3 separate regions of the Mus musculus genome follow, and all the other regions are linked to region 3. A link is a contact called in public Hi-C data. All regions are on one chromosome and are shown on one strand. Each heading gives the region's core, a stretch centred on a gene start, on an enhancer-like site or on the middle of the called end of the contact. The rest is flanking DNA. Distances are from core to core; before and after follow the strand shown. Region 1 overlaps Bcl11b (B cell leukemia/lymphoma 11B). Region 2 has its middle 40 kb from the start of Gm33341. Region 3 has its middle 7.4 kb from the start of Gm52008.

The links. A called contact is a pair of places that touch in the nucleus more often than the background predicts.
Region 1: a Hi-C map of Th2 cells shows a contact between it and region 3, with 2.0 times the contacts expected there. The contact joins two enhancer-like sites. A contact is called at or near these places in 8 of 484 Hi-C or Micro-C datasets (CD4 T cells, CD8 T cells, Th1 cells and 3 more) and 2 of 115 datasets of contacts at active chromatin or transcription factors (embryonic basal ganglia and thymocytes).
Region 2: a Hi-C map of double positive thymocytes shows a contact between it and region 3, with 2.1 times the contacts expected there. The contact joins two enhancer-like sites. A contact is called at or near these places in 5 of 484 Hi-C or Micro-C datasets (CD4 T cells, CD8 T cells, double positive thymocytes and 1 more) and 3 of 115 datasets of contacts at active chromatin or transcription factors (embryonic basal ganglia, regulatory T cell precursor and thymic regulatory T cells).

Annotation. Positions count from the first base shown.
Region 1 is chr12:107,907,804-107,910,588 of GRCm38.p6, forward strand. It overlaps Bcl11b (B cell leukemia/lymphoma 11B), which reads right to left. Exons shown (of 4, transcript NM_001079883.1): 4 at 2,600-2,785. Among named protein-coding and RNA genes, the nearest start is that of Gm33341, 85 kb to the left of the region's middle. Within about 2 kb of position 1,373, at least 11 of the 459 cell types and tissues checked have an H3K27ac peak or open chromatin away from gene starts, as enhancers often do. A contact at or near this core is called in Th2 cells, double positive thymocytes and regulatory T cells, where this site is marked.
Region 2 is chr12:107,782,545-107,785,468 of GRCm38.p6, forward strand. No RefSeq gene overlaps it. Among named protein-coding and RNA genes, the nearest start is that of Gm33341, 40 kb to the right of the region's middle. Within about 2 kb of position 1,512, at least 25 of the 459 cell types and tissues checked have an H3K27ac peak or open chromatin away from gene starts, as enhancers often do. A contact at or near this core is called in CD8 T cells, double positive thymocytes, regulatory T cells and 2 more, where this site is marked.
Region 3 is chr12:107,117,106-107,119,928 of GRCm38.p6, forward strand. No RefSeq gene overlaps it. Among named protein-coding and RNA genes, the nearest start is that of Gm52008, 7.4 kb to the left of the region's middle. Within about 2 kb of position 1,461, at least 30 of the 459 cell types and tissues checked have an H3K27ac peak or open chromatin away from gene starts, as enhancers often do. A contact at or near this core is called in CD8 T cells, Th2 cells, double positive thymocytes and 3 more, where this site is marked.

The sequences.
Region 1 (2,785 bases), core at 123-2,622, 790 kb after region 3:
GCACAGTTTCCTGGCCCTCCTGCCTCATGGCTGGTCCACTCCTCCCTCTTCTTCACTCCTTTGCTACCCACACCACCTAGCCCGGGAAAAATTCTGCCTCTCCTGCTTCTCTCCTTGGGAGCGAGGAGACAAGCCGAGCCCTCCCTGCGTTCACACACATGACATTCAGCTCAGTCCCTGCCTTGGAGCTAAATTGGTTTCCAGGTTGAGCCTGTTTAGACGTCTTTTAAGCATCCTAGATGGTCTGCAATCAGAATCCGATGGAGCCGTTTTGAAGACTATTCAGGGCAGGCAATTAGTGGCTAAGGCATCACCTGCACGGAGCGTCAGCGTTTTCATCCTCCCGGCTTGAAAGTTACATGAGATTCGTTATGTATCTCCATCACATTAACATAAAAAGTCCCGTTCCTCTGGTTTTATCTCCAAAGCAGACAAGGGAATTTTTCTCATTTTAATTGCTGGACCTTGCAGCTCAGAATGGGGTGACTAAAGCTGTCCAGAAACTTCAGAGATGCCCCAAACCACAACGGGACGATTGGAAACTGCAGAGATCCCAGGATTTATATCTCGGGGGAAACCTTCAGTCGCAGCCAGCAACCGGGATATTCTGCTGTCAAGCTTGCTCTGTTGGTGGAACCCAGGCATCTGGTATCACCTTTAGTGTCTGAGGGCAAAATGGTTCAGCCCTGTTGCCTTAACCCTTTGCTATAGGCCCAGAAAAGGGAAGAGACTGACCTGAGATCATAAAAAGTTACCAAGGAAACCGATTGAGACTCCATCAAGCCCTTTCTTTGCCCTACATTGTCCCCTATTTGCCCCATGGCCCTCGGTTTGTTGTAAGCCTGAGCATTCGCTAACTTGTTCATCTGAACAATTTCCATGACTCAACCCTAAGCATTTGTTCCCCTGGCTTAAAGAGGAGAGTGTCTCTTCTCCCCTCCCCACCTCCCCAAAAGAGCTCACTCTCTGAGTTCTTAAGGTAAGAGATTGGACCATTTCAGCTCCACTATCCCTCTGGGTAAGAAGTACTAAGGCTTAAAGCCTGTGTTTCTAAGCCAACTGAGGGAAAGGCTGTGGGAAAAATAAGCAAAACAAACAAACAAAATGTCTTCCCTGGGAATTCTTGTTCCTTGGGCTCTAGAAAGCACTCGGGCCTGCCCTTCTCTCCTGCTCCCCATCACCAAGCAGTGCTCTGCTCCACTTCCGGTGCAGCGGTTCAAATTGTTCTTCCTGTTCTGTCATGTGACTGCTTCTTGGGAGGACATTGTCTGGTTTGGGCTAAAGACGTGATGGAGGGTAGCACATCGTCCTGGTTGTCTGGTCGCCTCAGCCTCCGTGGGCGGAACCCACAGAGCGCCTTGGCCATGAGGCTCCTACATTTCCCTCCCTTCCTTCCGCGCTCCCAGTGAACACTCACTAGCACAGCACTCAGCTCATGATGAGACTGGTGGGTGATTTCAGGTGGAATTCCCTTGTCGCTTTGAGATCAGGAACCCAGGAGGACCTTTCCTTCTTCCCATGTAGCTCACGTGGAGTTAGGAAAGCAGCGTAACTTCACCCGTGCAGACATACCCAGAAGCCTACAGAACCCCGACATCTTCCATCAGGCTGCTCTGCATGTGAACCAAAAGTTCCAGACTCTTTCACTGTGCAAGGCTTGACACTGGTGAACCCCAGAGACTGTTTCTTCCACTTGTTAACGCCTTGCATAAAGAAGGGAAGGGAAGGGAAGAGGAGGGGGCGGGAGGGGAGGGGAGGGAATCCTCCCTTGTGGCCATCAGAGCCGCTGTCTGACCTTGAACCCTCATTCAGGACCTGGAAAGCCAAGAGCAGCTGCTCAAGTGCACAGAGAAGCTGTCTGGGACCCAATACATTGGTTTCCAGTTCTGAGTCTCTGCCTGTCACTTTTCCTTCCTTTGTTCCTCCTTCCTGTCTTCCTCTTTCCTTCCTCTCCTTTCCTTTCTCCCCTCCTCCCCATCTTCTCTATTTCCTTCTTCCCCCATCTTTCTCTTTATCTCTCTTTCTCATACATGATCTTGCTATACACCCCAAGCTGGCCTGGACCCCAATATTAGAACCCAGGTTAACCTCAGACTTGAGACCTGGCTACTGCTTCCAGAATGCAGAGCTTAGAGACCATATTCCCCACCTCCCAGGCAAAACATAAATAAGTGGTTTCACGTGGCCCAACCCGGGATTTAACTGAACTCAGGATATGGTCACAGCATCTGCTAAACCCACGGCAGAGGTGCTTGACCATGACTGAGAAGGGAGCATAGCATGGAAGATCCGTGATTACCAGAGTTACCCTGGGCTGCCGTGAACTGCTTTTCATAGCCGTTTCCCCTCTTCATTTTAATTTTGCTGTTTGTTCTTGAGACAAGGCCTCACTGTGTATGCACATGGTGTATAGCCGGGGCTAAGAGCCTTTCCAAACCTCTCTGCTTCCTGGAAGTGGTTTTTTTTTCTCTCTCTCTCTTCCTGGCCATGGACTTAAAGCATAAATCAGAAGGGAAAACAGAGACCTTCAATCCCCTCTTAGAAATAAGCTGTCCATCCCCCACCTTTAAAAGACACAGAAAAGGACAAGGTTTGGAGATCAAGTTAAATGTCCCAATTTATTTTCATAACTTGAAACCAGAACAAACTTGGTTTTGAACAAATGAAATGGCAGACACATGCTGAACTCAACATTGTGACATTAAGGGGGAAAAAAGAGGCCCAAAATCTTGTACAGAGAAGAAACAATAAATATTTTTACTAAGCCATATTGAAATGACCTTTT
Region 2 (2,924 bases), core at 262-2,761, 670 kb after region 3:
GAGTGAGAGAATGTGAGTGTGTGTGTATGTGCTGTGTGTGTGAGGGAGGATGTGAGTGTGTGTCTGCTCTGTGTGAGAGTGTGTGAGTTTATGTGTGCATATGTGCGTATCTGTGTGTGTGTGTGAGAGAGAGAGATAATGTGAGTGTGTGTGTGCTGTGTGTATGTCAGAGAAAAAATGATTGTATGTGTGTTTGCTGTGTGTGTATGTGTGTCTGTGTGAGAGAATATGAGTGTGTATGTGTTTGCTGTGTCTGTGAGTGTGTATGTATGTGTGTGTGTGTGTCTGTGTGAGTATGTGTCTGTGTGCCAGTAAGTGTGAGTGTATGCTCTGTGTGTGTGTGAGAGTATGTGCCTATGTGTGTGAGAGAGAATATGTGCCTATATATGTGTGTGTGCTGTGAGAGAGAGAATGTATGTGTCTGGTGTGTGTGTGTGTGTGTGTGTGTGTGTGTGTGTGTGTGTGTCTGAGAGAGAGAGAGAGAGGGAGAGGGAGAGGGGGAGAGGGAGAGAGAGAGAGAAAGAGAGTTCTCTATCTTTTCTATCTCTGTTAGACATTGTCCCTCATGAAGAAATCAAAACTTTGAAGTTTTGGCATAAGTTTTCCACTCATGCATACATTCTAGATAAAAGGTGGCTGACCATCTGAGCACAAGGTACAAGTCTACAGTGGTTAGAGTGTGTGTATCCAACCCCACACTGCCAAACCACAGGGCACTTGGGAGAAGTGCAGCATCAGGCAATTTTGTCTTTGTGTGAACATGAGGCAGTAGCAGGGTACTTACACAAACTGAGATGAATAGTCGGCCAACAACTATGTTGTGTGGTATACACACATGTACAGATTAACATACATACACACCCAAACACACACACACATGCATATACACATGTGAGATACACAGACACAGGTACACACACACACACACACACACACACACACACACAAGATATATACAGACAATACACACACGAACACACCGTGACACAGAGACACAGAGGCATGCACACACTGTACATAGGCACACAACCACACCCCCCACACACACACACACACACGCTCACACGCACACTTGCACAAATGCCATGATGGGGAAATAGCAGGTGCCACAGGGGGCACAGGGGTAGAAATTAGCTGTGGAAAGATCAGTAAACACAGGGTTTGTGAGCCAGCGACTGCTGTGCTACAGTCGCCTTTGGCATGTAAATAAAAGTAGGTACGTTCTGAAATGACAGAAGGGGTGAGAGCCAGTGTGACATCTGCCCTATGCGCTATGTGGTGTGAAGCCCCACATCACTGAAACACTTTCACACAAGTGAGTGTGCAGTGTCTGTACAGAGGAGCATCTCGGGAAACACACAAACAACTCAATACCTTGAGGTAGCACGACCTCTTCAACCTTCCAGGATCACCATCACACACACCATGGTCCCTTGAAGACTCTAGCCCCCGTCTATCATGTGTGACTGAACATTTCAATCTTGCCAGACCGTGGAAAGACACAGGAAATGAACTCATTTGCTTTGCCCCACTTTCTGACTATGCTCAACCCAACCAGCTCTCAGCGGCTGGTGACTTCCCCAGGACATCAGCTCGTACCTGCTTTGAATCTCATGACCCCCTGCATCCAGTGACTGGCAGACACCCTGCTCCTGGTGTGGAGAACTGGATCGCCAACTGTGACACTTCGCCTGCTCATGTGCCACATGCGTGCTTCAGCAACCCATTGCATACCACTCACAAAACACAGATCCAGAGACAAAATGGTGAGGACCGGAGAGCCACCTAGAGCAAGCAGAAGGCCAAGGGTGGTCATTTGGGGCACATGACTTTCTGCAATCGCCCAGGCTGTGAAGCATGAAGCCAGCCCTGGACCCAGGGCTACTGTCTCAGCTGGTTTTTTCCTCAGCCACACACTCCAACCTGAGACCTGCATCTCTTCGGGTGCCAGAAGGCCAGTCCTCTGCAGCTGAGTAGGCTGCTGGCTTGTGGTAGCCTGCTACACACCAAGTAACTTGATGTTAGTTATTCATATTTCTTCCAGATGTTTAAATTTTTGTTCTGCCCAATTCTATTAATACGGGTTTTTAATTGATTAACCAAACCCCAGTCAGTAAGGTAAATACAGAGAAATAGTTCATGGCGAGGTACTGACCACCAGTCTTGTTGTCATGTTCTCCCCTTGACCAACAGAAGAATGATGTCTTAAGTCATTTTATTTTCAACTGAAAACAGATGGTGCCAAATAATTGTAGAATGATAGTCTTTGGGTAAAACAGTAAACCTACCCATAGACTGGTCAGGCTTTTTTGTTTTGTTTTCTTTGTTTAATCATTTCATATTTAGTTATTTGGGGAGTGGTATGTGAATGTCAGAGAGTACATGTGGATGGGGGGGTCAGAAGACAATGGCAGGACTCTTTCCTCTTTCCACCATGAAGGTACTAGGGACCCAGGGATCTGGCCACCAAGCACCTTTATCCACTGAGCCATCTCTCTCTGTCTGCCCTGCTTAGCAGCACTTGAGAACTCTGACAGTTTATAGTTCAGTTCTAAAATCATCAAAGCCTTTTTTTTATTTGTTGGAGTCTGTAGTATATGCTGCTGTAGCTCCTAGCCTAGGGAACCCTGGGTTTGTCCATCATGACATATAAGATGTAGGATAGATTTCCTGCCAAGTTTGTTCTATCCCCATGTATCTGAGTGACATGAAGGGGACTCTGTTCCTGGTGGCCACCAGTCCCTGGAGAAGCCAAGCTGGTGCCCCCTATCTATGACTACAAAGCTGGGGTTTGTGAATAGCTACATTCAGGGGAATCTGTGAGTCACTCCTAGTGATCCTCTGCTGTCCCTCACCTGAGATGCTGTCTCCTGCTGCCGCATCAGCAGCTCCAGAGTGTCATTTAGTGTCATTAGGGATGACCC
Region 3 (2,823 bases), core at 211-2,710:
CATATAACCTATATACATATATACATTAATATACATATATAGTAATATATACATACATATATACATATATACACACATATACATATACACAATATACATATATGCATATGTGTATATATGTGTATATATATATATACATATACATATATATATATATATATGTATGTATGTATATATATATAAAAAGTTCATTGAGAAGGGAAGACACATTCTAAATGTTGGTGGGACCACTGCATAGTCTGGGATCTCAGCTCAGAATGAGTAAGAAGGCAGTGAATTGTGATCCATCTATCTTGTCTTTCTCACTGCAGATGCAATGTGACCAGCCACTTCAGGCTCTTTCCTACATGACTCTCTCTGTCTTTCCTTAAGTTGCTTTTTCTTGGATGCTTTGGCCCAGCCATGAGGTGAGTAGCTACTGTATGGCCTAAGCTCCTTCCACTAGCATCTTTTCTCACTCAAGCTGGACAGTTAGATGAGCATGAGAGTTTTTGGGCCCCCTGCCTAGGTGTGAGGCTCAGTTCTCCCACTACTGTAGAGCTAAGGACTCCGGGCAATTATGTTACCCCTTTTCTGCAGAAAATTCAACACTCCACCAACCCTGTGGGGAGACCAAAGGAGATGCCCCTCTGAAGCAGCCAGCCTGTGGTCTGCACATAGAGAATGCTGCATGACACCTCACCACCATCCTTCCTTGCTGAAACCATCATCTCCTCCTTTGGGCTTCACTCACTAACAGAATGTCATATGCACACACCTCTGTGTGTGCATATCTTCTATCCCCACCCGAGTTTTAGAATTATGTCTTGTGTGATATTCCTTTCCTCATGAGCATTTTACAAAACTGACTTTAGACTCCAAAATAATTTCAGTGTGAGGATATTCATCTGCAGTCCCTGCAAGGAGGCAGAAGGGGATTTATAGATGCGTTCTTCTCGGCATAACAATATCACGTTCACATTTTGGTCTTGATGCTCTTTGTTGCCTTGCTGAACTCTGGTGTTTTATTGTTCATCAATTAAGCCAAATCATAGTTAGAAGTCATGGCCAGGTCATCAGCTTAATTATTTAGAAGGAGTGGCACCCATTGGATGGAGTACTTTGGATTCACTCTTGCCTCTTTCTGAATGTTTCTTTCCTCCTGGACTTCTCTAGGGTACTCTTCAGCTGCCTTTGAAAGTATAGGCTCTGCAACAACCCTGGCACTTCCAAAGACTAGAATTGTCTTTCTCAGGGAACATTAAAAAAAAATCTTAACATGTTCTGGTTTCTAGGAGTTGAGGTCATTTAACAAGTCCCTGACTCTTTTGTAGAAAATAAGTTGCTCCACCCACCACTCACCCTGAGGTTCTACAGCAAACACTGACCAAGAACTCTGGAGATGATGGGGCTATGTGCTGGCATCTAAGAGAAGACAGGGGGCACTCCTTATCAAGAGAAGGCAGGGCTCAGAGCCTCGTCAGTGGGGTGAGGGTAGACTTGGCATGGCCATCCTCCGGTCCTGATGCTTTGCCTCGCAGTGAGCCTGCAGAGCCTTGTGTTTATTGATCTTAAATGACAAGCACAGTCTTTGGAAAGTTCAGCCATGAAGAACATACCCAGTCCCACAAACTCTGAGCACTTTACTGATGGGTTCTCTTCCCTTATGTTCACTTCCATACAGATTACCTGCTCTGCATCCAAAGGCTGCCATGCTATTCAGGCATGCTTCTGCCTTCTTCATCTTGGCCTTAGCACTTCTTGATAGGAGCATTTAGCTGTTTACATGGGGGAACCAAGAAGCAGGCTGGCCACACATGGGCCAGAGTCAATGGGCCATGCACATGCTGCCCTGCTTCTCCCTAGAGGAGGCCTGTACTCTTCCCCCCCCCCCCCCCCTGTACCAAGTCTTTAACATGGACTTCTCTAGCGAGCCTTTGTAAAGAGCTGATTTCAGGCTGATTCATGTTTAAAACTCAAGCTCAGAACAACGCTGCTGTGGCTGTGTGCCCCTGCCCTCAGGGTCTAGCATCAGGAAGAGATTCCCATGAAATAGCTGTCTCGGGTGACTGGCCTGGGTTGTATCCTTTACAGCTTCTTCTCCCCTGCTTCCTTCCCACTCAGACTTAGCCTTTCTGTCTCCTGAGTCCTGGTGTGAGGGAATATGCAGGTGGCTGCCCTAAGCTTTGTCCCACGTCTTTTAAGTGGGTGTTTAGCCAGTTGACACCATGGCTTGTGGTTAACTCGATTGAAGCACCTGCCAATCTGGGGCGTTCCTCCGTGAGAGCACAATGTGACCAGAACTCAGATTCTTCTGGAAAAGAGTGTCGCTAACCGAAAGCAATAAAATGGGGCAGGACTTCACGATGGGAAGGAAAGTAATCGTCATACATTGTCCTGCAGATTCTTTGTGAGTTATTTTTTCCTTTAGCTCCCATCTCTTTGGTCGCATTTCTTAAAGGAACAGACTGCACAGGCAAGAGAGTCGATGCTCATTAGAGGATGGAAGAGAGATCACAGTTGGAGAAGAATGTTCTTCAAGAGACAAGCCAAGGTTCTGGAGGCTGTTACTGACTGGCCAGGGAGAGAAATAATTGCCACTCTCTGGAGTAAGCTCAGATGTGAGAGCTAGGTATGAATGTCACGGAAGAGTTTCTAAGAAGGTGTGAGGAGTTGGCCTTAAATTGTTAGCAACAGACACAGAAAGCAAAGGAGAGCAATGGATAATACATAGAATTTCAATAAATTTCAATGGCCTCTCACTGTACTTACACATAAAAGAGACATTCAGTCAGATACCAGAGTCCAACCAGAGATGTCAGGGTCCAGCTCAGAATCAAAGTT